Linked DNA regions of Mus musculus: region 1 is linked to region 2. The links are chromatin contacts, called in public HiChIP or PLAC-seq maps. All regions are on one chromosome and are shown on one strand. The core of a region is the stretch at or near the end of the contact, and the rest is flanking DNA. Distances in the headings are between cores, read along the strand shown. Region 1 overlaps Maml3 (mastermind like transcriptional coactivator 3). Region 2 overlaps Maml3 (mastermind like transcriptional coactivator 3).

Region 1 (3,453 bases), core at 100-2,599, 190 kb before region 2:
CTGTGCCCTCATCTCAGGGTGCTGGGAGCTGGATTTGAGAAATGTGAGTGAAATAAAATGCAAAAAGCTTTTGCTTTTAGAGATGGGAGATGAGGAGGGAATAGGAGCCCAGCCTGAAGGATTGGTGGACCATCAGTCTCTTTAGAAAGGTCTCTTTAGAAAGAACTCATGGTTTCCAGTTTGGGGTGTGCAGGTCTGTGGGGAGGCACTGAGATCCAAGACAGGCTCTTGCTATCACCCTGGATAACCCACAGTGGCAGAGTCATTGATTTTTGCTCTGTCAAGACAGGGGGAGCAGGAAATGCGTGGAGTGTGAAGTGGGAGGAGCTAAAGCTCTTCCCATGATTAAACTGAATCTGACGGAACCACCGCAGAAGGATGAACCCAAGGTCCGTACACTGTGAGGTCCTTTGAGGAAGAGGCAGGATCACAGGCGGAGGCAACTCTGAGATCCTTGGGTGTCAGCAGCCAAGCTGAAGAAAGGCTGCCCCCGTGTCGCAGTAGGAAGGGATTCATGCTGCTGATTGGACGGCTCTGTGTTCTTGGCTATCGGTGGCAGGCTGCCAAAGCTCCTCTAAGCTGTCACTCACGGCCGGGAGGGCCGGACTTGTGGAGCTTGCCTCTCCAGAAAGTCTTTTTGGCCTTGAGACAAAAGAAAAAGAGCAGCTTATCGCACACTTCAGGATCCAGAGAGCCAGGAATTAATGAGCTAAGACACTGACCGAGGAAGTGGGAGAAAGCAAGGAAGGAGAGGTTCAAATGGTGGTTCTGCTTAGACGATAATGATGGTGATGACGATGATTATAAATCCTTGCAAACAGACATGAAAAGGAGGAGAAAGTTAGACTCTCGGGATCCTTAGGAGCTTCATTTGGGGCCACCATTATCTGAGGAGCCAGTCTCTGTGCTCAGTTGTCCCCAGTGACAGAAAAGAGAAAGAAATCTAAGAGTTCCAGATTTATAGATTTTCTTAATAATAAGGATGACGGTAGATGAGGGAAGGACAAATGGGAGTCTGTGGCCAGCGTGGGCAGGCTGCCTCCTTGTTTTATTTTACTGGTGATTTTCCTTTGCTTTGCACAGATCAGATTTCCCGCTCTGGTATTCAACAAGGAGCACATAGCCCGAGGATAGCAATTAGCTCTCTCTGAGCCCACTCTCCTTTGCACAGCTCTCGCTGACGTGTGCAATTACTAGCACCCCGGCAGCTCTTTTCAGATCTCGGCTGTGCACAGTGGGAAGTCAGGCCCACCATCCCAGAGTCCTCTGCCCAGACTCCTCCTCACCTGGTGCACAGGGACCTTGCCTGCAAATAGAACTGACGTGCCGGGACGTCATCGGGCCTGGCAGAGCTCATTGGCAGAGAAGTTCAGAGTTTTATTTTCAACCTAGAGACAGGCGGAGATAGATCCAGCTAGAACAGGTCTCTTCCGGCTTAGGCCCTCCTCCTGTGGTTGCTGGAGTTGTGGAGGATGGAATGTCAGAGGGAGCGTGCTTCTTATAGCCTCCTGGCTCACAGACTGAAGTTGGCTCCCTACCCCTCCGGCTGGTCCGTCGTCACAGTAGTCCTACGGTGTCCTGCGGGAGCTGCCTTCCCACAGCTTTCTTCTCTGCTTCTTTTCTTTCTCTACCTTGTGTGGTCAGGGTGTGTGTGTGTGTGTGTGTGTGTGTGTATGTGTGTATTCCTCAGGTAGATCCACTTCCAAATGAAGACCCCCCCCCCACCCCCAGCTAAGTTAATTCACTTCAGCTATAAAGTTGCCTGGGTAGACAGGAATGGCTTAAAACTTTAGGAATAAAAACTATAATACAGTGCAGGAAATGTTGCCTTTGTGTGGGAGGCAGAGAAAACCAAACCCTAAGAGGCTGAGATCCACTTCCATTCACCCTTCAAGGGAGGGCATCTTTGCCAAACCTGACTCTCCACAGGAGGATTCATAAATGGTGGTTGTTGTTGTTGTTTTCTTTTCTGGTTCATCTCATACCTGGCTGTGCCTTTAAGGAATGTTTTGGGGGGAGGACAGGGCACGCTTTGAGACCTCCTTCTTATGTATCCCAGACTGGCCTGTAACTCAGGATCCTCCAGCCTCAGTCAGCCTAGTGAGGGGATCGAGGTGGCACTGTGCCAAGCCTACATGTCTTCTTTTAAAAGGCAGAGACTTGCTACCGACCTAAAATCCAAGAGACCACAAAAGCAAGCTCTGGTGTGCCCACTCAGGGCTAGCTGAGGAGGCTCCCAAGTTCCCAGGGATTTTAGGGCGGAACTAGCAAAGGGTTAAGTGCCCCTCCCCCAACCCCCATCCCGCCACTACCTGACTCCACCCCCCCCCCCTCGTTGCTTGAAAGAGCAGTGTGGCCTAAAATGAGGGTTCTCTGCTTTGGCTTCTGTCTCTCTTGCTTGTCCTGACTTAGTAATCGTTCATTGTGACCGGCTTCTGTACATTACCTTGCCTCCTGTCCACAATCGCTCCACAGCTAAATTTCTGTTGCTTTTTAATTATCGCCATCATTATTTGGAACCGACGCGATGTTTTAAGCGAGATGTTTCGTCTTCTCGGTTGCCCCAGTGAAGAGGCCCGAAAAGGACCACAGCCCAGCCGGAGTGGGCCTCCCCTTCGAGGAAGCCCCTCGGCCACTCCCACCCTGGTGGGTTGTTTGTGTCTCACCCCATCAGCCACTAGGTCTTAGTAGGCTCCTGTCCCCCAAGGGGGTTTCTCTTGTGCTGTATTCCTGGGCCTGGCCTCTGATTCCACACATTGAAACGCAAATGACAGCAGTAATTGGCTGAGAGATAAACCTCAAGGAGCGTGTGAGCCGGGCTGCGGGGAGTTAAGTGGCTAAGTGACAATTACCGTGCCGCAGCCTTGGGATCAGCAGCAGCCGGGCCGTTCTCGTACAGGGTTTTAAAGGAGCAATATCACATTAATTGGAGGCAGGCTTCTGGGTTAACAGGCCTTACCCGGCCTCCCAGCTTATTTTATTCTACTTTAGGGATGAGAGTGAGTGGGTGGAGAAAGGCAAGTTTGCCTAGTCTCTCCTCCCAGCTCCAGGCTCCATTCCCCTCTTGCCCCCAGGAGAGTTTGAGAGATTTGTGTCCTTGACTCTGGTAGGCAGATCAGATCTTTGGTTTCATTTGGAGATATAAAAGCTGTAAAAGTTGCTTTGCAGTAGGAGGTGACTGTGATAACTGTCAGTCATAAGGGTTTGGTGACCACAAAGGACCTCGACTCAGCCAGACCTGCCATCTTTCCCACCAGGCAGGCAATTAACCCTCTGATTTTTTTTTTTCCTTTTTCTTCTTTTCTATTAAGTTTCTATTCCAAAACTGAGTTTCCCGGTCAGATATAGCAATAAGCAGCAGAGGCGACACCTCCCTGCGGCTTGTAGCCCTTTCCAGTCAGAGTGAGAGAAATCAATAAAACTATGAATTCTCTCTTGCTTACTCAGTAGAAA
Region 2 (3,478 bases), core at 407-2,906:
TTTCCTGATTTGTTCCATAAATGACGTCACTCTCTAGCAGTGTTCCCCCTAACGTGATGGGTTGATGTGGTTGGTTTTTATTTTTGTTTTTCTCCTTTGAAGTGAGTTCTGGTGTGTCTTGGGGTTTTACTGCTGTAAACAGACACCGCGACCAAGGAAACTCTTATAAGGACAACATTTCATTGGGGCTGGCTTACATGTTCAGAGGTTGAGTCCATTATCATCAAGGCGGGGGGCGGGGGGGGGCGACATGACAGCATCCAGGCAGGCGTGGTGCAGGAGGAGCTTAGAGTTCTACATCTTCATCTGGAGGCTGCTAGCAGAACACTGGCTTCCAGGCATCCAGGGTGAAGGTCTTAAAGCCCATGTGAACAGTGACACACCTACTCCAACAAGGCCACACCTCCAAATAGTGCCACTCCCTGGGCCAAGCATATTCAAACCATGACTAGGTGTGTCCCAGTTAGATCCCTGCTCTCAGCTGTTCAAGAGCTTCGACTGGGTGGACAAGACTGGCGCTAGTATGTAATTGAAACTGGAAGGTTTAAGGAAATGATTAGATAGGAGTTTGGCTAAAGGAAACCTTCGACTCTGTTTATACTTTTAAGAACCTAATTCTCAGCCGGACAGTGGTGGCGCACGCCTTTAATCCCAGCACTTGGGAGGCAGAGGCAGGCAGATTTCTGAGTTTGAGGCTAGCCTGGTCTACAGAGTGAGTTCCAGGATAGTCAGCGCTATATAGAGAAACCCTGTGTCAAAACAAAACAAAACAAAAAACAAAAATCAACCTAATTCTCTGCTTCCAAGAGAGCACATATTCCTTAACACTCACATCACCTTTAGCTCCGTGTTACAATCCGAGGGGCTCCTCTAGAGCCTTGCCAACTCTACCAAGTGCAGTTCAGAGGGAGTCCAACACATCTCACCCCTAAGGTCATCTCTGTCAAGGGCATGAGGTACCCAGATGGAAGAACTTTTCCAGACTCCACCCTGTACCACTTAGGCCCTCTACTGTCTCCTGTTCTCCTGCAGCTGAGTGGGAGCCTAACCAAGGCAAAGCCTTGGTCCATTTGGCATGCATCTCCCCAGCTCCTCCTCTGTGGAAACCCATGGACCACAGCCACCTGTCTAGAAGAACAGTGTCAAAGAGATGAACTGGGTATAAAAGGAATAAACTCATAGAGTTAGCAAGAACTTGAGTCCGTAAAACACTCCTTGGTGCAAGAGAACGTCCCATGAGTTAGCAGGAATGAAGACTCTCGTTAGGAAATTCCTTCTGGCCACCAACCTGATTTCTTTCAAACTCACTTGTAGCATTTCTGAATTAGACTCCTTTTGCAGCTTCTTATTAACTGTTGCTAAGATCCTGACCACTGCAGACACCCAGGAAACAAGGCAGCCACAGTCCCTAAGTTCTCAGCACAAAGTCTGACAATGTCTACAATGTGGGTATATAGACAGCTTGAAAAACCTTATTCTAAATAATCCAATTGAGTGTGGGTGGGCTGGGGTGGGGAAGGGAGGGGTACCCAGCTTCCTACAGTATGAGGAGTCTGAAATCTGATATGTACTGTGAGCAACCATTGACCAGGAAAGGGAGGGAGAGAGGGCGTGTTAACCAGGGAAGGGGGCGGAAAGAGGAAGTATTAACTAGGGAAGGAGAGGAGGGTTTGGTTTTTTTTCCAAGCAAAGAAAAATACTTTGCCTAGAGGCAGAAGGAAGCCTGACACAGAGAACTTAAAGAGGTAGAGGAAGTGTGGGTTGCAGCCTGGTGGGCAGTGCTGGCCTAGCATGAGCAAGGCCTCATGGGATTGTTCCCAACTTCATATTCTCATTCTCTCTCTCTCTCTCTCTCTCTCTCTCTCTCTCTCTCTCTCTCTCTCTGTGTGTGTGTGTGTGTGTGTGTGTGTGTGTGTGTACATACATATATACATGAATGAATGACTTTAAGGAGAATTGATGGAAGACACACTCTGGATGAGCGTGGGAAGGATGTGGAAGGACATGACAGGAAGACCCAAAGATGGCAGTTGAGATTGTAGACTGATTGCTTGGGCTTATAAACAGCAAACACACAGCAATGTGTCTTTTGAAGAAGGTGGCAGCCTACTGGATAGATATGAGAGTTAAACTATGGGTAGAAGAACAGATGAGGGAAGGAAGAGTGGGTGGGTCACCCAGAGAAGACCCCGGTCAGGGTCAGTGACGGTGTGAGTGAGCACGAGATGAGCGTATCTCTCTGTACGATGCTCACACTTCTGACCTGGATAGCTGGGCAGATACTGAGATGGGGAACAGGTGAGGATGGAATTAAGATTTAGATGTTCCTGAACTATCTAAGTAAGCTGGAGTTGGTGGGGCTAAGCAGATATATTGCTGGCTACACAGTTTGTGACCATCAACCTCGGGAAGATGGCTGCGGCCCTTGTAGTAGAGGAAATTGCATAAATGAGCAGAAATTGGGGAAAGTTAAGGGGAAACCAGGGGAGAATCCCACCATTTACAACAGTGAAAAAGAGAAAACCAACTGTGGCATCATGGGAGATGGTGGAAACACACCAAGCAGCAGATGGAGCCAAAAATAACGTAAACCAAGACACACGCGGACGTTTTACGCCATGTTCAACATTAATCTTTATTATCAGTATTTCAGGCATGTGTTCGATCCACATTCATAGGACAGTTTCACTGCTCTGATCACTATGGCAAGAAAATGGAACCAACCCAGTCAGCCATCAACAGATACAGGGATAGTGAGAGCCTGCTGCATCCGTAAAATGGAACAGTATTCAGCTCTAAAGAAAAGGGAAACCACAGAATTAGCAGAAAGAAATGGATTTAGAAAGTATCATATTAAGGGCGGTTACCCACTCTCAGAAAAGAATTGCATGTTTTTCTTCACACGGGAATCTAGTCTGTAATGTGCACATGTATATCTGTAAACAAAAGTCTATGTGGGTATGGCATAAATGAGGAAAGAACGGAACCGCTATTGTTTGTTGATGAGAAGGGATGTAAATCGAGCTAAGCCATGAGTCCTGAAAGGATGCAACACTACCTGCTTCCTGGTTTTGACACTTCTAACTTCTCTGTTTCCTGCCGTGAAGCGTACAGCAGTGTCACTCGGTGAGAGCAAAAACCCAAAGCCAAGTGGCACAGCTTCAGGATGGCTACTCTGCATAGTTCACTGAGCGCTATAGACCTTGAGTCTTGGAAAAGGCCATGGTAATCTCTCTGCATGGTCTCTTCCTTTCCTTTCCTTTCCTTTCCTTTCCTTTCCTTTCCTTTCCTTTCCTTTTCCTTTCCTTCCCTTTCCTTTCCTTTCCTTTCCCAATTTGTAAGTTATTACAATAAAATGACCTTTTTTTTTAAAAGACATCTTTAGTGTTCTTCAAAATATTGTCAATTTAATCCCTTGATGATTTCAATTATGGTGTGGTGAGAACTGAGGATAGATATCTTTTTCAAGTGCGATGTC

The links. HiChIP or PLAC-seq counts read pairs in DNA pulled down with a chosen protein or histone mark.
Region 1: a contact with region 2 is called in an H3K27ac HiChIP or PLAC-seq map of microglia, with 5 times the contacts expected there. The contact joins two enhancer-like sites. A contact is called at or near these places in 4 of 115 datasets of contacts at active chromatin or transcription factors (bone marrow-derived macrophages, embryonic forebrain, epiblast stem cells and 1 more).

The regions. Positions count from the first base shown.
Region 1 is chr3:52,044,162-52,047,614 of GRCm38.p6, reverse strand. All of the region lies in intron 1 of Maml3 (mastermind like transcriptional coactivator 3), which reads left to right. Among named protein-coding and RNA genes, the nearest start is that of Maml3, 59 kb to the left of the region's middle. Within about 2 kb of position 1,349, at least 377 of the 459 cell types and tissues checked have an H3K27ac peak or open chromatin away from gene starts, as enhancers often do. A contact at or near this core is called in bone marrow-derived macrophages and microglia, where this site is marked.
Region 2 is chr3:51,857,594-51,861,071 of GRCm38.p6, reverse strand. All of the region lies in intron 1 of Maml3 (mastermind like transcriptional coactivator 3), which reads left to right. Among named protein-coding and RNA genes, the nearest start is that of Gm46803, 150 kb to the right of the region's middle. Within about 2 kb of position 1,656, at least 25 of the 459 cell types and tissues checked have an H3K27ac peak or open chromatin away from gene starts, as enhancers often do. A contact at or near this core is called in bone marrow-derived macrophages and microglia, where this site is marked.